Linked DNA regions of Mus musculus: region 1 is linked to region 2. The links are chromatin contacts, called in public promoter capture Hi-C maps. All regions are on one chromosome and are shown on one strand. Each heading gives the region's core, a stretch centred on a gene start, on an enhancer-like site or on the middle of the called end of the contact. The rest is flanking DNA. Distances are from core to core; before and after follow the strand shown.

Region 1 (5,263 bases), core at 886-3,385, 1.5 Mb before region 2:
TATGGACTAGTCTCTCTACTCACATTGCCAAATACATACCAGGATGATCACGGTCTCTGTCTTCCAGCAGAGCATCACTGTATCATTTAAATTCACCATTGACCTTTGAGAGTCATTGCTTTCTGTATTTATGACTTTTCAGTGGCTCTGGCGAAATATCATGACCAAAGGCAACTTGTAGAAGAGGTTGTTTACTTTGGCTTTTGTTCTAGAGGAATGAACTTCAAAAGGCCAAAAATGTGTGGTCTGGCCGCAGAATCTGGAGCCTGGGTAATTACATCTTAATCACAAAGAAAGCCAAGGGAGCAAACCCCCTTCTTACCCTGCCTTCCTCTTTCTTCTCCTCTGCCCTTTCCTATCTCCCTTTCTTGTCCTCCTGTTCCTCCCTTCCTGTTCTCTCTCCTCTGCTTCTTATCTCATCTTCTTCCATGACTTCCCCTCTCTTCCTGCAACCCCCATATCTTCCTCTTGCGCATAGTCATCTGTTTGGAGAACACAGGGTAGGCTGTGTTTCTCTGACTGGCTTCAGGCGAGCCTGAATGCGTTAACCCATGGAGACCTTACAACATCCCCTCCAAGGTCCCTTTTCTCCCACACTGGTGCGTGTTTGGTTTCAGAGCATAGGACAAGGGACTGAGGTGCATATTCTACAACCAAAGCAGAATTAGCTTCCAGATTCTCCCAGCATCCCTCAATCCCTACCTGCCATAGCACACCTCTGACCCCACACATAACGTATCACCATTCACAAAAAGATGTCGAGCCGAGTCATGTTCCCTGGACACTTCACACGTCCTTATGAGCATAAGAGAGCCGCCTGATTGCTTTCTCTCTCCTCTTCTAACCAGCTCTGTGTTTTGGTTCTGAGGTTCTAAATATTTCTATGGAGAGCAATTCTGACTCTTTAAGCAGAAGTTCCCATCCATAGAACAATTAGCAGATCTAACAATAACTTGATATAGGAAAGAAAATTTTATTTTTCTATTTTACAAATATAATAGCAGCTACAGTGCCCCTTACTTGTGGCCATCATCCCTCTCTTCAGCAGATTAGACTGGCTACATACATCGCAGCCCATCAGGCATTCTTTTGAAATAATCTGTTCAATTAGTAGAGTAGATTCTGGCCACAGGCTGTCAATTAGTAATGAGTTGAAACTGGAAGACACTTCTACTTCCTGGTGCTCACATTGTTCCCGATTACAATTTTGGGAGATTCTTTGCTTTATGAGCATCTTGGCTTTTCCTCCAATGTGCTACAAGATGTCAGAAATTTTAAAATGTTTCCAGTGCAGTTGCAGTTTTGTCCAAGGTGTCTTGTGACAAAACACCAGACCCATGGGTATGTCGTAATCAAGTAATTGAAATTAAATAAAAGAAACAAAGTGTCGACCTTATTATTTCCACAAGTCAAGCATTCGTCCAGTTCCTTTGAGGACGACAGCCTTTGAACAAACGCGAACAAAGATATTTTAGCATCTTTCAGCACCAACCAACCAACAACAGTAACAACCATCAATCAATCGAAAACACACCAAAAAGGTGGGGGACAATCAAATTCTGAGAATATTCCGTCTGCTCTCTGTGGCATCTAAAATGTGTCCGGTTTTTGACCTTGCATTCATTCTGACCTACATTTTCTAACACTTCCTTCATGGCGATGGCTATGTACTCATTCAGAAATTTAATGAATCGAAATTCTATCCTTAAAAATTTTCAGAATTTTGCTCGGTTTTGTCTAACCATTTCCAACAATGTTGGCTCAGTTAGCTAGTAAGTACCATTGGTGCATAATGCTCTCTGCTCACTGTGGAATGTGATTAGAAGTCTGAGAAAGGCAGCAATGGGACCCCGGCAGCCCCTGCTCTCTCATCATGTTTTAAGGCCAAGACAGCTGCTGAGTTTCACTTTTCTTAAACACCCCTCGAAGAGAGTTTATCAGACTCTCTCCTCCTCTTTGAGGAAGGACTTAGCATTGATTTCTGTAGCAGCTATTTTTCTTTCTCTTGTTACATGGTGTTTCTGGCTCAAACACAGCTAAAGCGCCTAGAGGACCGGTTTGACTGCAGGCTGCCTGCTAAGCCCCTCCGAGTTTAGTGCGCTGGAAGAAGAGGAGAGAATGCCTTCGAGTCGCCACTAGGTGGCAGCAGCAATGTAAAAAGCACCAAAGTTGGAAAGTTGCAGAAGTGGCTGTGTGAGGTTGAGCCTTGAATGTTCTGTCATTTCAATTTGTGCCCTTGCCTTTGGAGAGAAACTAACTAAAAAAAAAAAAAAAAGATGTTTTTAAATGAATGCCTTCTGAAAAGGAACAATTAAAATAACTGTTACCTGAATGCGTTCTTCTGTGAAGCAGGACACACGGGTGGTCACACAGCTTTGGGGATTCTGATGAGACCTCAGACTTCCAGACAGAGGAGAAACAAGAAATCACACACTGAAAACAAACACTACTCCTTATCAACCAACAGTAGCTCAGGACTTGGCTTTCTGATACTCATGACTTGATGATAGTGTCAAGCCAAGACCACTTGTTTTGACAGATAGTTGCTAGAACAATTTTATGGATGCCAATGGCTTTAGCAGTACTCCAGGGAAGTAAAATAAAGTCAAGAACTACTGAAAAGTTATATGGCACACAAAACAGGAATTGCTTATTTCAGTGTAATAGGATGTATGTCAAAATATCAGTAGGATTCCATTTCTATATGTCACAAATTAGATACTGAAAATAAAGTTTAATGTTAGTTATCTTGATTGTATGTAAGTTCATGAAGTTGTATAGACTTTGGATCTTGTTAATTTTGGTTTGGGGTGTTTGTATTTATTTTCAATTTATTTTTATATAATGAAGTTCTTAAAAAATAGATGTCAGTGAATTTGAAAAGACAAATAAATGATAGCTGCTTTTTATTACGCTAACATATACACATTTCAAGTAATTTATAAAATACATGTCATAAAACATTACAAAGTAAAATTTGTGGAAGTTGGTGTTGTTATCCTAAACACTGTTGTAAACACCTGTGGACTTCCTTTTTTCTCTTTATTTTAAGTACAAAATTCATGAGTAACAATGGGATGGGCTGCAGAGCTCATTTCATGAAATAAATATTTTGTTTTATTTTTGCAAATCAGCACATTTTGTAAATGGTTGAAATTCATTTCCCGAACTCCTGTATAAATTGGCGGTTGGCACAAACCCGTCCTACTTGGGTAGCGTCAAGAGAGCTAAACTCCTGAGCATCTGTGTGGCAATGTGTGTGGAGAGCACCCTGAGCATGTGACCTGTGAATATTCTGGCAGAAGCTGTGTTATATCATGTGTAGGGTTTGATGAATGGATTAGTTGATTCTCACTGAATTTTTTAGAATATATTTCAGCACAACAGAGATTGTGATTAACAAACAAACAAACACACACACACACACACACAAGAAAACCCCGGGGTCAGTGAGACCGGGGTCAGTGAAGTGTTCCTTGGTATCCAAGCACTGAAGAAGCTAGGTAGTTTTGCCTTGAATTAGTAACCCGTGGTGAGCATAATTCTACGGGATGAACATGAAAATGTTATAATCAAGATGTGTCTTGGTCTCTTAGTGATGTCACATGATGCTGTGACAAGAGAGACTCAAGGTAGAAAGGGTCTATTTATCTCACTGTTCAAGTTGTTCAGTGGGAGGAGGCAGGAGCTGGAAACAGCTGGTCACATCCTGTCTGCTTTCAGGAAGCAGGGGGTGAAGGATGAATGCTTACTCTCCGTCTGCTTTTTTTTTCTAAAATACCTTCCAGGATCCCCCAGTGGGGAGTGGGGCCAGCCATAGTAGGTATGTATGTCCACCTTAAGCTACAAATATGGCCCCTCACTGTCATGCACAGAGGCTAATCCAGCCTAGATAATCCCTAACAAATGTGTCTAAAGGCTTGTGATTCTAGATCTTGTCAGCTTGGCAATTAAAACCACTCACCGAGACTTGTCTCAGATAAGGTTCTGTTTTCCTGTCTTTAATCAGGCATGCTTGTGGATCTGAGGACATCCTGGGCTGTGCCCCACAGCCAAGACAATCCTTTAACTCATCAAACTGATGAATGCCCTCGGGCTGTGCAGGTGACTCGGGCTGAGCTATGTCCCCTCATTCTCTGGAAAGATAAGGGTAAAATATTGGCTACTGATACTGCATCCACACCATATCTTTCTGCCGTATGGTAAAGACCACGTTTTCCCTCGTAGCCTACATAAGCACCCATTCTTCTTACCTCCTATGGAAAGTGATAAATATGACAGATATATGGAACATCACAATGGAACGGTTTTAGAGATGGAAATATAAGTGCCAAATCTGGATATAATTTTTCTTTGTGTTTCTCTTATATTAACTAGAAAAACAAATATCACCTACTTTCATTTATTTTTATTTTAAGTTTTAAAGTATACTTGTAGGATGAATGCTGTAGAGATAACTTAACATTTCTAAGTGTGTGCATCAGTTAGTGAGCAAACCTGCTCAGACGGGGGAAGGGTAAGCCCGCCTCTCCACAGTTTCCATTCGCAGATTGTGACTGGTGTAGCAATCACTTCCTGGCCTGGATGTATTGTTACAGATACTTTTGAATCCTTTCAAACTGCACTTTGGGATAGGTAGCATGTGAATGCATCAACTCAAAGGTTCTCATTAAGAGAATTGAACCAAGCAGAAAACACACTCACAACACACACACACACACACACACACACACACACCACAGAGGGAGAGAAAGATAGGTACTAGCAGTGGATTAGTGGATTTTAAATTGACATGCAAAATACCAGCACCACCACGAGGAAAGAAGTGATTTTGCTGATGGCCAGGAACTCACACGGGTACTCATTACTCTACACACACATCCCTCAGTGCTTAATGAAGATCTCACTGCCCTTAAACAGCAGGACCCACGCTTGATATCTATGCCACTTAAGGCAAACTTGAATTAGCATAGGTGGTCAGACCCAGTGAAATGGAAACCAAACTCAAATTAGCCTAAACCTTCGGAAGAAATATGAAAATAGAAATGTTAAAGTCTTTTGAGAAAAAGACGACCGAATTTTTCCCCTTTGCAGCTGCTTCGTTTCTCTTTTACAGATTTATTGACTTTGTTTTACACGCGTACATGTTGGATCTGCATGCATTTGTGTTCATAATGAATGCTGAGCCCTCGGAAGTTATGAAAGGGTGTCAGGTCCCCATGAGCTGGAGTTACAGATGATTGTGGGCCACACCATATGGGTC
Region 2 (4,804 bases), core at 1,377-3,876:
CAGAAAGGCAGGGCACTCATGGCTCCTGTCTACACACAGCTGCATGGACAGATTCGCCAAACAGTAAGTAAAGATGTATTCCACTGGTCCACATGTAAGGGCCTAGGTTACTTGGGGAACTGAAGAAAAAAAAACATGTTTATGGACATTTTAAGGAAAGGTCTAGAACATGTTGGTTGACAGACCCTGGAGGGATTAACAAACAACCAGCATGGTGGTTTCCTGAGTGTGCTCCAGAACCACCCAGACCCAGACGGTTGGACATCCACGTTCTGCTATTACAATCAGAGCATCCCTGTCTGGAAAGCCTCTTTTACACATCCCCTGCTGGGAGAAACTTTCCTTGCAGAGTTCTCATCCTAAAAATCAAGTTCAGGGCCAGCCAGATGGCTCAGTGGGCAAAGACAATTACTGCCACACTTAGACATCCTGAATTTGAATCTTGGCTGTCAAAAGGTAGAAGGTGAGATAACTGTGAAAGCTGCCCTCTGATCTCCAGAGGTGTGCATGCGCGTATTCCCACCCCCAGCACTAACACACACACACACACAAAGTAGACAAATACATTTGATTTTTAAAAGCTGTCTTAAAGGCTGATGAGATAGATGTCTCAGCAGTCAAGAGCTCTTCCAGAGGCCCTGAGTTCAACTCCCACATGGCAGCCATAGACCATCTGAAATCCAATCCCAGGGGATTGGATGCCCTCTTCTGGCCTCAACAGGCATTGCACGTGTAATGGTAAACAGACCGTGTACAGGCAAAATCTCACACATAAAATAAAAATAAAATGAAAAAAATTGTAAATAACAATGACTAATGAATTCTACAATCTCCCTGGTGATAACTGCATTTTCCTAAAAATTTTTTAATACAAATGTGTTTAAATAACGCTAATTTCTTTTTAAAAAGTAGTACTCATTAAAAACATTAAGATGTCTTTAATCAGCAAAAAACCACAAAACTCATCAATTAAAGCAATGTTGAAATTAATACAGAACAATTTTTTTCATAGTACATATATAATTCACGTGATTTACTTTAGCAGATTAGATTACAGCTGTGTCACGCCTAAGGATTAATACCACAGCACACAAAAACTCTTGCAATCTATGTGATTATAACAAGAACAGTAAGGAAAATATAATCTATACATGGAGGTGTGAGTGCACATTAACTATTACTCTAAATAGCAGCTGTTAATGTCTACACTGTTACTTTGCAACACGGGAAAGGTAGTGTTTTGATGGCTTTTTAAGAAAGCTCTTTCTATATAGTCCAGGCTAACCTGACACACAACTGATGCTGGGGTTACAGGTGTGTGCAATAGCACCCAGCCCAGGACTTACACTTTAAGAAAGTAAAAATGGCCGGACAGTGGTGGCGTACGCCTTTAATCCCAGCACTTGGGAGGCAGAGGCAGGTGGATTTCTGAGTTCCAGGCCAGCCTGGTCTATAGAGTGAGTTCCAGGACAGTGTAGAGCTACACAGAGAAACCTAGGGGCTGGGGGCGGGGGGGGGGGGGGGGAGTAAAATTGGCTTAATTGCATCTCCTGAAAGGAAAATTTGAAACTTTAAAAGAGCTGTTGGGGGGGGGGGGGAATTATGTTACATCCTCGACCTTGTACAAAGATGCAGACTAGCTTCATCTTCAGCCCTTAGTCCATCTTCCAGGGTCACTGCTAAAGTTTACACTGCAGGGATAAAGTGTAAGGCTCTGTTGGAGAGAGGGACTAAAGTGCCATTAACCTGGTACAGAGACTACCTGTCAAGCATGCAATTCTAAACACTTCTAAAGTCTAGACTGGCAAGTCCCTTCTGAAAAGAGTAACCCTGTGTATCACTCACAGCCACTCAAAATCAGTCCCTATGAAAAGAACTTAGTGCGCTCATTATCGTTGCTTATTCAACACTAAGTGCAGAGAAATATACCAGCGGCTCCAAGTATCCCCTCCTCACACTATCCAAACCACCTTCAGACAGAAGTAGCTTCCTAATAAATAACTACTTTACAGATGCCGGTATATAAGCACAGAGTGAGTAATTTACCCAAAATCACACACCTAAGAGGGTCCAGGATACAAAGCAAACAATCTATTATGCAAAGTTAAGTCATTGACATTTGGCTCAGTCACGTTTTTGCTACGTTTGAATTACAGACTTTTAATTTTTTTTCCCAGAAATATCTGAACTAGTATCAATAAGGTGAAAAATAGTTTTAAAAAGAACATTTTGTCTAAGCATTTAAAATCATTTTTAGCAGACGGCGATGACCACCAGCACAGCCAACTTTGGGAATGGCTACGTGAGTCCGGCAGTAAATGAATGGCACACAAGTACCCGGCAGGCTTTTCACTCGGGTTGGTTTACTGCGACCACAGAGCTACATAGTGCAAAGATCTAATTAACCCTTCCTTGCTTCCGCTTAAAGGGTTAAGACTGCATAGAGCCTGGCGACAGGGCTGTCCCCGAGTTCTGCCTCAGTTCAGGTCTCCGCCCTCCGGGGATCGCCCTGGGCACCCCCACCCCCAACCTGGCGAAGGGGAGCGCAACCCGCTGGCCCTTACCGAGCTCTGTGCCCCGGCAGTGAGCAGCCATTGTGGCCACCGCTGAAAGCCAACCCTTGCTCCAGGTCGCCACACGGGCCTGGCCTTCCTCCTTCCTGTCAAGTCCCCGCCCAGAGCCACGCCCCTTTTGCAACGCCCTACCAAAGCCACGCCTCTTCGGTCCTGTACCACTTAAACTTTTCTCCAGCTCCTGGGCTTGGAGCCCAGCCAGGTCATCACCCTACCTGTTCCCTGTCTTTCCAGGTCAGGCCTGTGACTTGAGCATTCCCCAGCTCCAGAAGTCTCCCAGACCATTTTTAAATGCTTACATGGCCAATTGAACTAGACAGAATCAGACTTAGGAACTTTAGCTGTAGGATCATGTGAGTGGCAGGACTGGATTCTTTCTTGCATGAGCGGAGCAATGTAGTCTTGGACCCGAATTGTGGGTAGTGTTCCAGAGCCCTCAGGGGACAGCCAAGGTAGTCTAGGAGCTAGAACGCGCTGTAATTTCTAGTCTGGACTCAGTGAAAGAGCAGCTAGGACATAAGCTTAGGAAGACTCGGTTTCTTATTTTTGTTTTTTTTTTTTTTAAGATTTATTTTATGTATATGAGTACACTGTAGCTGTCTTCAGACACACCAAAAGAGGGCATTAGATCGCCATTACAGATGGTTGTGAGCCACCATGTGGTTGCTGAGAATTGAACGTAGGATTTCTGGAAGAGCAGTCAGTGCTCTTACCGCTGAGCATCTCTCCAGCCCTTTCGTTTTGTTTTTAAGACAGTTTGCTTTGTAATCACGGTTGGACAAGAGGTTGCTGTGTTGAATCTCCTGCCCCAGACCCCAGATCCCCATTGCTGGGATTACAGGCAGATGCTACATTCAATAAAAGGTCCAGCTTCTTTCATTTAGAAAATATAGTATTTTCATTTTTGTGTCTACACACATATGTGTGCATAGCACATGTGTTCAGGTATGTGCAAAGGCCAGGCCAGGCCACTCTGGACCAAGAGTTAGTCAGGAGCTGGGAACCATACTTAAGTGTTAAGAAGCGCAAGCACTCTCAACTGCTCAGTTCCCTCTTCAGGCCTGAAAAGAATTTTTTTAACTTAGTTCTGTGAATAATTGAGTATGTAACCTAGGACACACTACTGGCCTTAGTTCTGTGAATAATTGAGCATGTAACCTAGGACACACTACTGGCCTTTGTGAACTTCATTTTCCTTATCTGTAAGAAAGGATCGCGACAATTTCTTTGCTTTCTAAAGTTGAGATTCAGTGATGATTTTTCTCAGCCTGGTTTCTCTGAATTACTCCAGGTTCACAGTCTAGGGGGTGAGCCACTGTATCTGTACTCACATGGACCATCTCTGCTGAGCTACAAGTTTGTCTGAACTACAAGTTTCTCTAGTGAATCAATTGCTCTAGTTCTTTCATCTCAGGAAAGTCCTGCCAGAGATGTACATATACCCAGAGACTCAAATTTTGAGAATTAAGCAGCAATCTGGTAAACAGGTCTCTAATGAGCTCAAACTATTTGTAATTCAATTCTTAGTGACTAGAAGGTTCTAGGACATAAGTCTACTTACTGCAAAACTGGGTGATCAAAATAGGTTTGTATGCAAAGTTGTAGTTTGTAAATACCTGAGGCCATGATAAATGTAAGTTATTAATGTGGTGTCAGATACACAATTACTCTGCTAGATAGAAACCTGCTTATTTCCCTACTGAGCTGCCATCTAGTCTGGTCCACACACAGCTACTTCTAAATATTTTGGATGTATGTCTAGGCCATATTCATAATGCCACTGTTATTTTCACTTAACCTTGCAAAACTTGGAGCAAGCACTAAAAACCTGGAGCTTATCTGAAACCATCTAGATCACCAAGAACGCCAACATCACGCATAGCCAAAATATTCATGTCTCAATGGAGAAACCTATAGAATTAACCTAGTCACAATGACCAAGCAATCCTACCTAATATGTAGCTATCTCGTGTGGCCTGGCCATGTTCATTAAGTGCACACATATGCACTACCATGTCTGACTTTACACGTGGCTGCTGGGAAAGCAAACTCGGATGCTGGAACATGCACAGCACACCCTTCACTGACTAGGCTGACTCGCCAGTCCCCACTTTACTTGGAAGTTTCAGCCCCACTGAAAGTTTCAGCAGGCTATGAGAAAATTGGCACACTGTCAAAGAATTATCTACCAGCACCCACAAGTGTCCCAACCTCCTGGTTCATATTCTAAA

The links. Promoter capture Hi-C pulls out the DNA fragments that hold promoters and counts their contacts.
Region 1: a contact with region 2 is called in a promoter capture Hi-C map of hippocampal neurons, with 8 times the contacts expected there. The contact joins the enhancer-like site here to the promoter of Dera in region 2. A contact is called at or near these places in 3 of 39 promoter capture datasets (3T3-L1-derived adipocytes, hippocampal neurons and liver), 2 of 484 Hi-C or Micro-C datasets (the HL-1 cell line and cortical neurons) and 1 of 115 datasets of contacts at active chromatin or transcription factors (astrocytes).

The regions. Positions count from the first base shown.
Region 1 is chr6:139,245,928-139,251,190 of GRCm38.p6, reverse strand. No RefSeq gene overlaps it. Among named protein-coding and RNA genes, the nearest start is that of 4922502N22Rik, 74 kb to the left of the region's middle. Within about 2 kb of position 2,135, at least 4 of the 459 cell types and tissues checked have an H3K27ac peak or open chromatin away from gene starts, as enhancers often do. A contact at or near this core is called in hippocampal neurons, where this site is marked.
Region 2 is chr6:137,752,399-137,757,202 of GRCm38.p6, reverse strand. Dera (deoxyribose-phosphate aldolase (putative)) reads right to left here and starts at 2,626. Exons shown (of 9, transcript NM_172733.1): 1 at 2,565-2,626. The coding sequence starts at 2,595.